Linked DNA regions of Mus musculus: all the other regions are linked to region 1. Evidence: chromatin contacts called from public HiChIP or PLAC-seq data. All regions are on one chromosome and are shown on one strand. The core of a region is the stretch at or near the end of the contact, and the rest is flanking DNA. Distances in the headings are between cores, read along the strand shown. Region 1 overlaps Arntl (aryl hydrocarbon receptor nuclear translocator-like). Region 2 overlaps Parva (parvin, alpha). Region 3 overlaps Parva (parvin, alpha).

Region 1 (4,610 bases), core at 988-3,487:
GAAAGGCCTAGAAATTCAGATATTTATCCAAAGCCAAACAGAAAAATCAGTAGCTGACAGGATTTGAAGAGAAGGAGGAAGAGGAAGGGCTCGTGGAGGAAGAAGGAAGTCACCAAGCAAATATTTACTCTAGAGGCACCAGACACTGTGGCAGGCATTTTCCATAGTACGCAGCTTTCTGCTGCAGGTAGCGAGCGCCCTGTCCACCTCATCCTTTCAGGTGACGACACAGCATTTCAGGGAGGTGACTCCTCTCTCTCCCCTGGAATCCACTGTGGGGACTGTCAAGCAGATCTTACCCAGCCCTTAGGCACCGCTTCAAGCTGTTTCCTCTGCAGATCTCAGGGCCCTCATAGGCTGATGTCTCTATAAACCTGACTGGAACACACGGAAAACAGCTCACCAAGAGAAAGATGGCCTGGTCCTGTCCTGTCAAGCTCCCTTCGAAGCTTTTGCCTACACTTGGGGCAGGGCCTGAGTAGACGAGACACTGCAGGAAATGCACACTGAACTCCTGCCTCCCACATTAAGGAACTTACGGGATTGGTGGCCATTGAATCCCCTTGCCTGGACATAGCCAGGTTGCTCTGAGAAGACTGAACACTGTGTTAGAGGTTTGTAGACACTGTTCTCTGTTGTCCAACGTTAGACACGAAGGCTGTGAGTAGCCACTTTAACAAGAGGCCCCCTGTCTGTCCCACACAACCCATATCTGTCACCTTGACCTAATCCCATCACCTCAGGAGTCTTGTGAGACCTGGCTGAGCCAGGATGACCCCACCGCTGCTGACAGCAGAGGCCTCGGTCCTTGCAGCCTTTCTATCAAAACAAACTCTGAAGAGGTTTCAGGGAAAAGGGCTCAATTCTGGCTCCTGACAAATGACTTCTTGCAAAAGAAGTCAAGCAAGGCTATCCCAAGGCTACTTATGGACTTATTTTTAGCATGATAGACGGAAGACTGTAGGTTACTGGAGCACCAGAGCTCATAGCATAGGCTCGGAAGTCACTGCCAGGGGCCCAACTCCAACTCTGAACCCGTCCGTGCACCTCCATTCCTCCCTAGTGAAATGAGGCTCCTGGCAGTGTGTACTCAAGTACAAGAGCCTGAGGAAGATGCTTAGAACACTGAACACACAAGGCAAGTGCACACTTGCTTACCACCTCCTTGTTACTATCAGACTGACTGCAAGTCACCTGAAGAATGGCTAGAGGTCTGTACCCACATACAGGCACATATATGAAATATGTATATATGTGTGTGTGTGTGTGTGTGTGTGTGTGTATTTGTTTTTGTTTTTTTTCCCCTCCAAAGGGATCAGAAAGATGGCTCAGAGTGCTGTCATGGTTTGAATATGCTTGGCCCAGGGAGTGGCACTATTTGGAGATGTAGCCTTGTTGGGTAGGTGTGTCACTATGGGAGTGGGCTTTGAGCCCCTCAAGTCAGTCTTCTACTAGCAGCCTTTAGATGAAGATGTAGAACTCTCAGCTCCTCCTGCACCGGGCCTGCCTGGATGCTGCCATGCTCCCACCATGATGATCATGGACTCAACCTCTGAATCTGTAAGCCAGCCCCAATGAAATGCTGTCCTTAGAAGAGTTGCCTTGGTCATGGTGTCTCTTCAACACAGAGGTAAGACCTTAACTAAGGCAAGTGCAAACTGCTGTTTTGCAAAGGACCCAAGTTTGGTTCCCAGTACCCACATTGGATGACTTGCAGTTACCTCTAACTCCAGCTCCTGAGGATCTAATACCTTCTGTCTGCTGCTGGCATCTGTGCTCACATGCTCATAACCACACAGAGATACACACATATGCACATAAGATAACTCCTAAAGGAATGGTTGGAGAGACACATAAGAATAGAGAAGAAGAGACTAGGAGCTGTGTTTTCCTGCTTGTGAAGTGGAGCCATGCCAGGCCTACAGATCTTTGTTCTGTGTGGCTACAAGGGGCAAAAGTAGGTCAAGGAGGGAACACTGGCAAGCAGACTGGAGGTCAGAAGAAAGAAGAAACTTCTACATGCCAACGGTGTCCGGAAGAGGGAATGGATGTCTGGTGGCTAGGTGCCTGAGGCCATAAGATGGCCCATCATGTGCCATATAGGCAGGCTTGCCTGTACCAGTCCGAGGCCAGGGAAAGTGACCTCGGATGCCCCTTCCACTGAAGCACCTATTGCTTCAATAAACTGTGAAAGTACTGATGGCAAGGGTGTGGCTGGGAGGCCTAAGGAAAGCGGGGTGGACTTTGGACTGGCAGTGGCACACACAGCCCTCCCTCGGGCTTTCACTTTCTGCAGTCACAGCACCAGTGACCAGCTACGGTTCAAAGAACCAAACACATTTCCTAAATAACCACTGGGGTGCTGGGGTAGCATCAGAGTGAGGCCTGGGCTAGGACATCATCCTGTTGACTTTCTACTTGGGGGACTTCAAGTCAGCTTCATTTACTGGGCTGATGGTGGAGGGGGCTCAAGTACAAAGCAGAGGGCCAGCCTATCTCACATGCTCTGATGGGCCCTGGAAGCCAGGACCCTGACTTCACTTACAGCATCCTCTCTACAAAGGATCCAGGGTTCTTCACCTTCTGCTTTTCCCCACTGCTTCACCACACAACCACAGACACATGCCCTAGGTCTTACCAGTGGGTACCTTCTGGGCCCACGTGCACAAAGCAAGTTCCTACGACAGAGACAGAGAAAAGACCAGGAGCAAGGGGGAGGGTGGTGGAGAAGAGAGTACTACTCCAACAGTGGGTATCTAGGGAGCACTGCTGCCTTTATAAACCATAAAACTAAAAATAAATTTAGAACTAGGGACTATTTGCCAACAAATGTTGTTTGTATTGAAACAAAACAATTCAAGAAAAAAATTATATTTCCTGAACTATAGCTAGTGGACCATTTTCCAAGTATTTCCTGTACTCGTTTCTGGTCATTCACATAGTCTCAGCTCAGTCACTTGAGAGTGGCTGTGGGTGTCAGACAGGGAGAGAGAAAAAGACGGCACAGAAACAACTCTGGGGACACCCAGGTACTCCGTTTGCCTCTAGCAACATCTGGTGACATTAGGAGGATCTCTGGCTAGGCTGGCTAAAATTCCACTAAGTGAGACTGTACTTAGTAAGCTAGGCTGCTGGATCTGCCCACAGCTGGATCTGCCCAAGCCCTGGCAGGGCAGTTCAAGCCTCTCCATTCCTCTATCCTTTACTTCATTCGACTGTAACCAAATCCCACAGTTTTGGTTACAACTTCCCCCATTCACCAAGAACCATTCCTCACCTCATTGTTCTTCTCCTACCAGCTTCACTTAGGCCTTTACCTCTTCCTCTAAGGTCTAAGGAGGCAGGTTGGCCTGCCTCCTTCCTCTAAGACAATGGCCTCCAGCATTGTCCACTAATAGTCTCTTAATAGTCACCTCCTTCGGAAAGGTCTCTGGTGGGCCCCTGCCCCTCTCAGCCTCAGGGCAAGAAAGAGACACAGGTTTCACACACCAAGTCCAGTTCACTGGCATTAGTGACCAGAAAGAATTAACCTCTGCTGAGGTGGGGTTGGCAGGACTCATGCTACCCACCAGCTGTCTAACAAAAAGGCACTCTGTGGGACCCAGGGTGCCTGGTCCTGGCTATGCACCAGTTGTTGGCTCTCGTCTATAGCCCTATGCAATTCCCTCAGGCATCCCTAGAGTCTCAGGGTCCACCCCCACTGTGCCCACTGATGTCTGCCCCATGCGTGCCTCCTCTACATGCACAGCACATGTGCTGCACCTGCTTCCACGAGGAAACGTTACAGCGACCATAGAGCTTCTCTGTGGGAGGGGACGTCAAGGATCAACCGAAGTCACCTTTGTCAGAATTCCCATTCTTGTCATCCCTAGCACATGACTAATGGTGTCCATTGTAACTCATTCTTCCTACCCATCAAAACTATTCAACTCCCTTAGTGTCTTTGTCTTCTAGGATTGTGACCCCCACTCCACCCCCAGAGGTGCAAAACACAAATCAGTTTAGTCATTGGTCCTGAGTGTCTGTCACACAAAAGGGCACTGTTGGGAGCTTAGGAAGCTTGGAGCTCCCCCCACCCCAGTACCCCTTCTGCTGTGACTTACTTTAATCTGGGCAGCATCCCCTCTGGAATAGTGATTACAGTATGGTGGGACTGAACCTGAGGGTCTCTGCAGATCCTCCTGGCTTTAGCTACAAGACCACAGCCAAAAATGCACAGGCTTTGGGCTTCCTGAGACTACAGGGTAACATTCACCCAGTGCTGGGCCCACAAGACAACACAACCCCAGTGGTTCCTCAGGGTGGCACAGATCTGCTGCTGCAATGAGCCAGACTCCTGAAATGGGTGGTTAGAATATTGGGATCTGTGTGTGTGTGTGTGTGTGTGTGTGTGTGTGTGCAGCTAAGTATAAGGGACAATGAAGAGTGATTTTTATCTCCCTCCGAGGACGCAGAAGTGCGCCACGCTATATTTATCCCTTCTGTCTCCTGATTTAGACCAGAAGTTTTTCCTGATCAGTCCTCACTTGCCAATACTTTCACTCTACATCTAAATGAAGAACCGAAGTCATGTAAGTTCACAGACTCAATGGACAGCTGATTTACAAAGC
Region 2 (4,610 bases), core at 761-3,260, 800 kb after region 1:
CCTTACAGAAGTAATATTACATGTGGGAAAATATTTCTAGAAACAAAGCTATACCCATAGCATTTCTGTAATGGCAAATACATGGAGATTTAACTACTGGAGGAACAGTTGGCAAGCTACAGCATGTCTTCCAGGCAGAATATTATTCCATCACAGTCAATTAAAGTCATCCCCCTGTTCACGGGAGCATGGCAACCGGAAATGCCATGGGGGGGGGGGCGGTTCATAGAAATGTGTATTCATATGAAAAAAAAAAACTACAGTAGTAAAACCCATGGGAAATACTGGGGATGAATAAGCTAAGTGCCAAGTGTGATTGTGTCTGTGATGGTGACTCAGGGTGTGTGCAGCCCTGGCCTGTGAGGTGAGGTGTCTGTTATGAAGCCTTGACAGATAAGAAAAGAATGTTAGAATGAATAGATAGGAACACACACGCACACACACACACGGAACTCATCTAATAGAGTTGGGTGCAAACCAGCTTGACTCCAGTTGTCCAACTGGAGCCCCAGGAAAGCCAAGCTGTGGAACAAACATATACCCAGGACATCCAGTCTGCAAAAATCAAGAACCTCAAAGCTGCCCCAACTCAATCTACACAGACTCCTGTATACAGTTCCATTTCTTTATGTTATCTTGTTATCCTGAGAAAAGTAACAGTTGGGTTTTTTTTCTTTGTTTTGTTTTGTTTTGTTTTGTTTTGTTTTGTTTTAATTAAGAGAATAAGAAAAACATCCTTTCCTGGCTCATACTTGAAAACTCTCCTATGGAAACGTAGATACGCTGAGAGGCAGGATAACCTAATGGTTAGGGGACATTAGGTCCTAGAGTTGACAGCCTTGCTTTGAATGCTATGCTGGCCCCACCACTTACAGTGAGCTGATTACTCCAGCTCTGTAACTCAGTACACAGAAGGAGATAAAAGCAAAGCCTGAGGCCACCAAGAGGCACAGCTGGTAAAGGAGCTTGCCACCAAGGCTGATGACCTGAGTTTGGTCCCCTGGATCTACTTAGCAGAAGGAGAGAATTGACTCCTGTAAGCTGTCCTCTGACCCCTCATGCATGTACAGCATACAGTAAATAAGTGTAATTAAAATAGCAAAATCCTACCTCACAGCTAGTCATTTAATGGGATCCAATGAATCTATCTTTCTGTGTAATATACATTTCATATAACTGTGACCTCTGCAAGCTCTTTACAGTATATTCCAAGCTTTAGGGGAGGGTGAGGCCAAAGGGAAGGTTGAAACACCAGCACAGTAACAGCACACATTTTTGTGTGGCATGCCAAGACCCCAACATGAACTCATTACTAGCTGTGTTAGAGACCGCTCTGTTGCATCCTTGTATAGAAATAATACACACATACAGAGAAAAGCTGGGATTAGGCCTGACAGAGACGATCAGCATGTTTATTATACACAGGCAAACAAGGAGGCAGGCTTAGCTAGTCTCCACACAAGCAGCCTGTGTAGGGGAGCAGTCTTCAGGACATCAGCACGCGGAGCAGGGAGAAAGTTACAGTGGGCATTTTCTGGAGCGACTGTGAGTATCCACACATGGACAAGAGGAAGGTTCTACCATCCTCTGAGCCTCACCCAGGGAACGCTTTGCCACTTCCATGGGTCTGAGACACTGGGGTTCTTGACAAGGCTGTGCTCATGTCAAACAATACCCTTCTTCAGTCGCTCCCCAACATTGCTTCAAGGCCTTTTGATCCCTGTTTAGAAGATGGAAAACTGACATTCAAAGAAACAAATGATATGGCCAGGCCCAAGCAGCTCTGAGGTCTGTGTCCCTCCAGAGGACCAGTCCCTAGAAGCTAGGCTGAAGAGGAAAGTGTGGTGTGTCTCCTTCCCAAGATGGAAATTCAACTCCAGGGCTGTTCCTTCCAGGGCATCTGCAATCCCCTCCCTGGGGCTAACACTCAGCAGTTGGCCTTGCTGCCCCTGGTAGGATAATAGTCTCCGGGTGTGAACTCAGCAGGCAGGCAGTTCTTGGAATGTTCTGGGAGGATGCAGGGGCTCATGAGTCACTCTGCCCTTCTCTCTGCTCCTTCTCAAGGCCCTGGATGTCATTATCCCTGTCACTGGGTTTTCTGCTGCTGGTTGGCTGCACAATTATCCCTAAAAGGAAATCAGTCTTAAGTCTCATCTCTAGCCAAGTGCACTGCAGGAGGGCAGGAGAGCCCTGCAAACCTTCCAGGGCGCCTGCCTGCAAGAACTGGAGAGGCAGAGGGGCTCCGACTGGCTGGCAGCTTTGGATCTCCATAGGGCTAGAGGCTTCCTCCAATCAGAACCCTGGACCCTCTGCATCAAAGGCAAGCATGCCACAAGAACACACAATCTCTAAATATTTATCCCAAAAGTCAAGAGAGAGCCCAGTCGGCAAAGGCTGGGAAACCAGAGGCAGTCGGCCTGGGAGAAGAGGGAATGCTAGAAACACAAAGGCCTTTTGCCTTGAACTCCAGAAATGTCTGTGAACACTAAATGCTGGAGACAGGATCTTAGGAATTCATCACTTAGAAATGTATGGGCACATCCCCAACAAAACCAGAGCTCAGGGGGACTCAAATGACAGGTCTTCTTCACAAGAAAAGTTATAATTCTGTATTAAGTTTTAATTTTTTTGAGTCAGAATCTCACTATGTAGTCTAGGCTAGCCTCAGACTTCGCTGCATCAAACCAGGTATGGATGCCACATGCTTATAATCACAGAATTTCAGAGGCTGAGGCAGGAGGGTGACAAGTTCATGACTAGCCTGGACTGTATACTGATTCATTCTCGTTCTCTCTCTCTCTCTCTCTCTCTCTCTCTCTCTCTCTCTCTCTCTCTCTCTCTCTCCAAACCAACAACAAAATCTTGCTATACAGAGTCTTCGGCAAATGCCAGGCTTTCTGCCTTGCCTTCTGAATGCAGAAGGCAGGACTGAATTCATAGGAAGAAAAAAAAACAATTGTTTTTAGCCCTGAAATATAAAGTATAGGGATATTTGCTTATAGCCACCCCACTACCTGCATCTCCTTCCTGAATACCAAGCTGGACATATATAGCTAAATTCAAACTCAAAAAACTTGAGACAGCAATTCTACTTCTAAGAATTTATGGTTGGTAACGGAGACCAGCAGAAGGAAGGTGGGCAGATGAAGACAGCCACAGGGAATATGAACAAAGTTTAGTCTTATAACACATATACATGTATATATATACACATACACTATGATGAAATACATTATTTTATATTCTACCTAAAAAAATAATAAAGAAGGAATTCATGGGGCTGGTAAACTGAAATAGGATACTTTTATTTGTTTGCAAGCAGGCTTAATGCACCATTGTTTGGAGCAGTAAATCGTTACAAAAAGCTTAAGTGCCTGGCAATAGGAAACGGTTTGAATACCTTCTAGCAGGGTGTGACTCTGTCATACAGTACACCAAGCTGCTGAAAAATGAGACCACACCTGAAAGGCACCAAGACCAGTAACAACCAGAAAAGAGTAGCCAGCCATCTAAACGCTGTATTGATTATTCTTGTCGGTGTGAGTTGTGGGGTCAAACTCAGGTCTTCAGGCTTGCATAGGAAGCTTCTTTACCCACCCAACCGTCTTCCCAGTTGGCTAAACACTTTTAACACATGATTGAAGCACTAGGATTTTCTTTTCTATTTTCCGTTCGTCTGTCATTCTTTGCTGTTAGTGTTTTGAGACAAGGTCTTACTCTGTGTCCCAGGCGGAGACTTGCATCCATCCTCGCAGATGGACCTCCCAAGCTGGGATCACCGGAGTTCCATCCTTGCCTGGCTCACAGCTATGTTCGCATGTACACTACCACTGCCTTTTAAGTCCTGCAGTGAGGAATAAAGACGGGCCCGAGCTTTCCAGTCAATACTCCTGACCCCAGGAGCCGCAGAGACAGCTCACTGGTCAAGAGCATGCTCTGTTCTTGCAGAGGGCTTGAGTTCAGTTCCCAGAACTCAAATCAGGAGGCCCACAACCCTCCCTAAATCCAGCTGCAGGGGGTTTGATGACCTCTTCTGGCTTCCAAGGACATCTGCATTCAGGTACACATACCCACACACAAATACATAAGGAAGAAAAAGCTTTAGAGGAACGGAGTGCCGCACACCTTTGATCCCACTGCTCAGGAGGTAGAGACAAGTGGATCTCTGTGAGTTCAAGGCCAGCCTGGTCTACATATGAGTTCCAGGACAGCCAGAGCCACATAGTGAGACCCTGCCTTAAAAAATAAATAAATAAAAGGAAAGTTGAAACCTACCTTAGACCAATTAAAACTTGTTTCACTGTAAACAAATTTTAATTGGTTTAATACAAGTATCATTAATACTAAAAGCTGGCTTGACATCCTGTGAACAAGAGCCACACCCTAGAGCCTGACAGCACACATCAGTGGAATGCCCAGAGGCCCCAACATTGTTTTCCATGCTTTCCAGTATTGGACCTTTTCTCAACAATTCTATGAGCTGTATACATTAACACTAGAGCTCAGAGACATTTGTCTCGGGTTGCACAGCCAACGTGTGGCAGGACCCAGGGGGGTGGCTCGTGGGCAGGCTTGCCTCTCGGTGCTAGTTTGTTGAACAATTAACTAAC
Region 3 (4,610 bases), core at 996-3,495, 760 kb after region 1:
CCCATTATCTCATGCTGTCACTGTCCCTGTGTCAGCCTGCTTAGCTAATGCTGCAAGGAGTTATGGGTAGTGGTCTAGAGAAGTGACAAACTTTCAAATACTATTTCCTTTCTCGTTTGCTATCTCTACTGCGTTAAAGTGACAAAGGTTACCTAGTGATTTCGCTCCTTGTTCTCTTTATCTTCCTTTTTGTGCTGTGATATAGCTTGAGTCCTCTTGTTTCTTTTTAAAAATTCTACATTAATAAAAATGTGCCTTCAAGGTGTTTTATTTCAGACTAAATATATCAAATCTATTCATTCCCACATATATTTCCCCATTCTGCCACCCGGGAGTGTCCGTTGCTCTTCAGTGATAGAGCGCACCAAGCCCAAAGCTGTGACCTTTCACCTATACTATGGAAAGAGCCTCTGTCTGCTTGTTCTTATTCTGACAAACTTGACCAGCCACTTAAGGTCCAAAGATATAGTTATATAGCCAAGTGGGAGCCACTGTGTAGTCTCTGCAGGCTCAGGATGATCTGGGAGTTTCCTAGTCCCTCCATAAACATTCTAGTCACACCAGAGTAATTGCCCATTTTCACCGGGCCTTGGCTACTCAACTGGAAAGTTGAGCATATTAATAATAGCTATATAGCTGGGTGTGGTGGAACATTCTTTAATATCAGCACTTGGGATGTGGAGGCAAGGAGGATCAAGAATTCAAGGCCAAATTTAGTACATAGTGACTTCAGGTCTGTACTACATGAGACCCTGTTTTTTTTTTGTTTTGTTTTGTGTTTTGTTTTGTGTTTGTGTTTTTCAAAAACATAAATAACGCCTAAGGTGTGTAAAGTCAGAGTATTAAATGAGCTAATACACATTTATTAGATGGGGTACTATTAAGCACATAAGCTAGCTTAGAAAAGCTATCATGGCTAGGCTTTAAAATCTCCCTGCAAACTAACGTGTTGATGGCTCGGTCCTGAGGGTAGTATTTAGAGGCAGGGCTTTGGATACAGGACTGAACTGAGGATTCTATCCTAAGCAGTGAGTGAATCCATTGATGTACACACGATTTGACGACATTATTACAAAAAAGGTAGGGCCTTTTTTTTTTTTTTAAAGATTTGTTTATTATTTTATGTAAGTACACTGTAGCTGTCTTCAGACACACCAGAAGAGGGAGTCAGATCTTGTTATGGATGGTTGTGAGCCACCATGTGGTTGCTGGGATTTGAACTCTGGACCTTTGGAAGAGCAGTCAGGTGCTCTTACCCACTGAGCCATCTCACCAGCCCAGGTAGGGCCTTTTTTGTCCATCTGTCTGTCCTGACTGCTGAGGGAGTCCTCGACCATGGGTTTTGGCTCACGCCAGGCCTAGGTCAATGGAGCCAGTTGACCATGAAAGAAAGCTTATGAATCCATGGCCCTGAATCTTTTCTCCTTCTATTGTTTTTCTTAGGCATTTTTATCATAGTGATGTAGAAAATAGAAAAGTGGCTAGCATACAGCATCTTGGAAAACATATAATCAATTGATTAGAACTCAAATGCCCAGGCCTGGACCACAGGACCTTACCCGTCATCAGGCCCCATCCAGGCTCACCCCATAGAACTCCACCCTGACTCATCATGCTCCAGTCACATACTAGCTTTTGGTTGCCTCTCTAAGGAACAATACAACCCACACCTCAGGACCTTTGCATATCTCAGCTTAACCTGTCATCTGAAAAACCCTGCTCATTGAGAAAACCAACTGCAGGTATCCACACCATTCTCTCCCCTTTATGATACTTAGCACGATTTGTAGCTGTGTAGCTAGTGGTTGGTTGGTTTGCTTAAAACCAGCTTCTGCTACTAGACTGGGAACACCATGAAACCAGGGAAGGCTCTCTCTCTCTCTCTCTCTCTCTCTCTCTCTGTGTGTGTGTGTGTGTGTGTGTGTGTGTGTGTGTGTGTGTGTGTCCCCAACCCTGAAGCTTCCATTCTCAGCTCCCAGGAACTACTCAACAGTTACCCATGCCTTGAATGGAAGAGGATGGATAGACAAATTTGACAGCCTGGAAGATAAGCATGGCCCCTTGTGGAAACCCTTTTGTTTCTTTCTCCTAATGAGTTCACTAAAGCTAATCTAATCCAGCTCACTAAAGCTGATCAAATCCGCCCCTGGCCAGAATCTGGGTTTTGCCTGAGAGTAAGGTGAGAATTACTGAGTCACCCAATTGCTTACTCAGAGAGGGTTTCTGAGTGTTTGCCACATACTTAGCAGCACAGAGCAGCTTGTGTTAAATAAATAAACAGACCTGAAGCCTCCCTCCACCCTGTCCCTACAGGGATGCTGGACTCAGGGGACACACATAATGACACAGGAGGCAATTAGATAATAGGATACAGCTAGGATAATTATTTGCCATGGTGAGTGACACACTTAAGGAAAACACTGGGACACAAGCAGGGAGATATCACTTGTGGGTACTTAGAGGAGCGTGTCCTCAGGACCAGGACAGGTATGCAGGAAGTCACCTTCTGCAAAGTGTTGGGAAGAGGCCACACGAGCAGGTTCCCTGGTGGGGTTGTGTCACTGACCTAGACTGACTAATGGGGGTCCAGTGGGGGAAATGCTAAAATCTCCCAGGGGAGCCCCTAAGACTCCAGGAAGAGGGGAGGTGATAGCTTTTAGGGGCTTTTGTTTGTTCTTGATGAATCATGGGATATCTACCATGTAGCACTTAACCTAGTGCTAACTAGTCTAGGTGGTGTATATTCAACTGTGCTTGCTGACAATCCATGTATACACACACACACACACACACATACATCGGAGAGAGAGAGAGAGAGAGAGAGAGAGAGGGAGAGAGAGAGAGAGAGAGAGAGGAAATTATCTGAATAGTTTAATAAATCATAAATAATATCCTCCCAAAAGTACAGGAAAAAGTCTCAAAATCAGTTACAAGCAATCTCAGAGGACAGAGAATTAGCACCACTGAGGTAATAATTCAAAACTTGTACATGAAATGTTTTGAAATATAAGATTATTCTGAGCGGCTGGAGGCATGGCTCAGCAGTTCAGGGCACTGGCTGCTCTTCAGAGGACCTGGGTTGGTTCCTAACACCCACATGACAGCTCACAAACAGCTGCAATACCAGTTCCGGGGGATCTGACCTCTCTTCTGCCCCCATAGGCACTGCACCCATGTTTACTATACATATACACATACAGGCAAATACTCATATACATAAAATTAAAATAAATCTTTAAGGAATGTTTTAGCAGATATGGAGGAAGCCATCAATAACATTCAACTAACTTACCCCTCCCTCCTTCCTTCTTCCTTTTCTTCCCTCCCTTCCTCCCTCCCTCCCCCTCCCTTCCTCCCTCAACCTGGGGATTAAATTCCAGCCTTCCACACACTAAGCAAGCATTCTACCACAAAGCTACCGTCTTAACCCCTTTAAAAAAGAAATTTGAATTTTAAATAGGATCTTGCTAAATTACCTAGGCTGACCTTGAACTTGTAATCCTCCTGCCCAGTCAGTCTCTTTAGTAGTTGAGATTATAGACATGTATCACTTCCAACATTAATTCTTTATAAGAATTCTTTAAAATCAAAAGATAGGATATTTCCCTCTATAAAGTTAGAAAAGGTGGGCTGCCAAGATGGCTTGAAGTGGCTTAAAAGCACTTGATGACAAACCTGATGACCTGTGTTTGATAGCTGGGACTCATGTGGTGGTAGGAGAGAACAGACTCTTGACTTCTGACCTCCGCACATATGACATTGGCTCCCACATGCTCTACCCCTATACTGGCTGGTTTTGTGTGTCAACTTGACACAGACTGGAGTTATCACAGAAAAAGGAGCTTCAGTTGGGGAAATGCCTCCATGAGATCCAGCTGTGGGTCGTTTTTTCTCAGTTGGTGATCAAGGGGGAAGGGCCCCTTGTGGGTGGTGCCATCCCTGGGCTGGTAGTCTTGGGTTCTATAACAGAGCAGGCTGAGCCAGGGGAAGCAAGCCAGTAAGCAACATCCCTCCATGGCCTCTGCATCAGCTCCTGCTTCCTGACCTGCTTGAGTTCCAGTCCTGACTTCCTTTGATGATGAACAGCAGTGTGGACGTGTAAGCCGAATAAACCCTTTCCTCCCCAACTTGTTTCTTGGTCATGATGTTTGTGCAGGAATTGAAACTCTGACTAAGACAACCCCCAACACTAAATAAAACAAAAACACTTCAGTATTTTAAAAGTTTATAGATTTAAATATGAGCTTTAATAGTAGTCTTAATGTGTTCCTTGATCCATTTTCTACTGGCATCACAAAACACCACAGACTGGCTGTTTTATAGAGAAATTTTTCTTTGGGGTTCTGATGCTGGTGTCTGGTGACTGCCTTTGTGCTAGGTCACAAGCACCGTGAATTCCAAGTCTGTCCTCTTCTCCCTATAAAACCCACCCTTTACCTCACGGGGATCCCACCCTTACAACATCATCTAGTTCTGATCATCTTCCAGGCCCTGCTTCCCACTGGGGTCAACATCCCCAGTAAGGTAAAGAAGTGCTGCCTATAAAAATGTTCAGACATGAACTAAATGCAATCTCAAGGGCCTGAAGCAGAGGCCAGGAGAAATAAGAG

What was found. HiChIP or PLAC-seq counts read pairs in DNA pulled down with a chosen protein or histone mark.
Region 2: a FOXA1 HiChIP or PLAC-seq map of pancreatic cancer cells shows a contact between it and region 1. The contact joins two enhancer-like sites. A contact is called at or near these places in 1 of 15 datasets of contacts at CTCF or cohesin (large pre-B cells), 3 of 484 Hi-C or Micro-C datasets (the N1E-115 cell line, embryonic stem cells and myocytes), 6 of 115 datasets of contacts at active chromatin or transcription factors (the NIH/3T3 cell line, astrocytes, embryonic stem cells and 2 more) and 1 of 9 other capture datasets (embryonic stem cells).
Region 3: a contact with region 1 is called in a FOXA1 HiChIP or PLAC-seq map of pancreatic cancer cells. The contact joins two enhancer-like sites. A contact is called at or near these places in 3 of 115 datasets of contacts at active chromatin or transcription factors (embryonic stem cells, kidney and pancreatic cancer cells).

The regions. Positions count from the first base shown.
Region 1 is chr7:113,251,573-113,256,182 of GRCm38.p6, reverse strand. The region is part of intron 2 of Arntl (aryl hydrocarbon receptor nuclear translocator-like); the gene reads right to left. All of the region lies in intron 2 of Gm33721 (a long non-coding RNA gene), which reads left to right. Among named protein-coding and RNA genes, the nearest start is that of Gm33721, 7.9 kb to the left of the region's middle. Within about 2 kb of position 2,237, at least 22 of the 459 cell types and tissues checked have an H3K27ac peak or open chromatin away from gene starts, as enhancers often do. A contact at or near this core is called in the N1E-115 cell line, pancreatic cancer cells and trophoblast stem cells, where this site is marked.
Region 2 is chr7:112,451,506-112,456,115 of GRCm38.p6, reverse strand. All of the region lies in intron 1 of Parva (parvin, alpha), which reads right to left. It overlaps Gm45998 (a long non-coding RNA gene), which reads right to left. Exons shown (of 2, transcript XR_001778261.2): 1 at 1-4,610. Among named protein-coding and RNA genes, the nearest start is that of Gm45998, 2.4 kb to the right of the region's middle. Within about 2 kb of position 2,010, at least 116 of the 459 cell types and tissues checked have an H3K27ac peak or open chromatin away from gene starts, as enhancers often do. A contact at or near this core is called in the N1E-115 cell line, pancreatic cancer cells and trophoblast stem cells, where this site is marked.
Region 3 is chr7:112,489,531-112,494,140 of GRCm38.p6, reverse strand. All of the region lies in intron 1 of Parva (parvin, alpha), which reads right to left. Among named protein-coding and RNA genes, the nearest start is that of Gm45998, 40 kb to the right of the region's middle. Within about 2 kb of position 2,245, at least 44 of the 459 cell types and tissues checked have an H3K27ac peak or open chromatin away from gene starts, as enhancers often do. A contact at or near this core is called in pancreatic cancer cells, where this site is marked.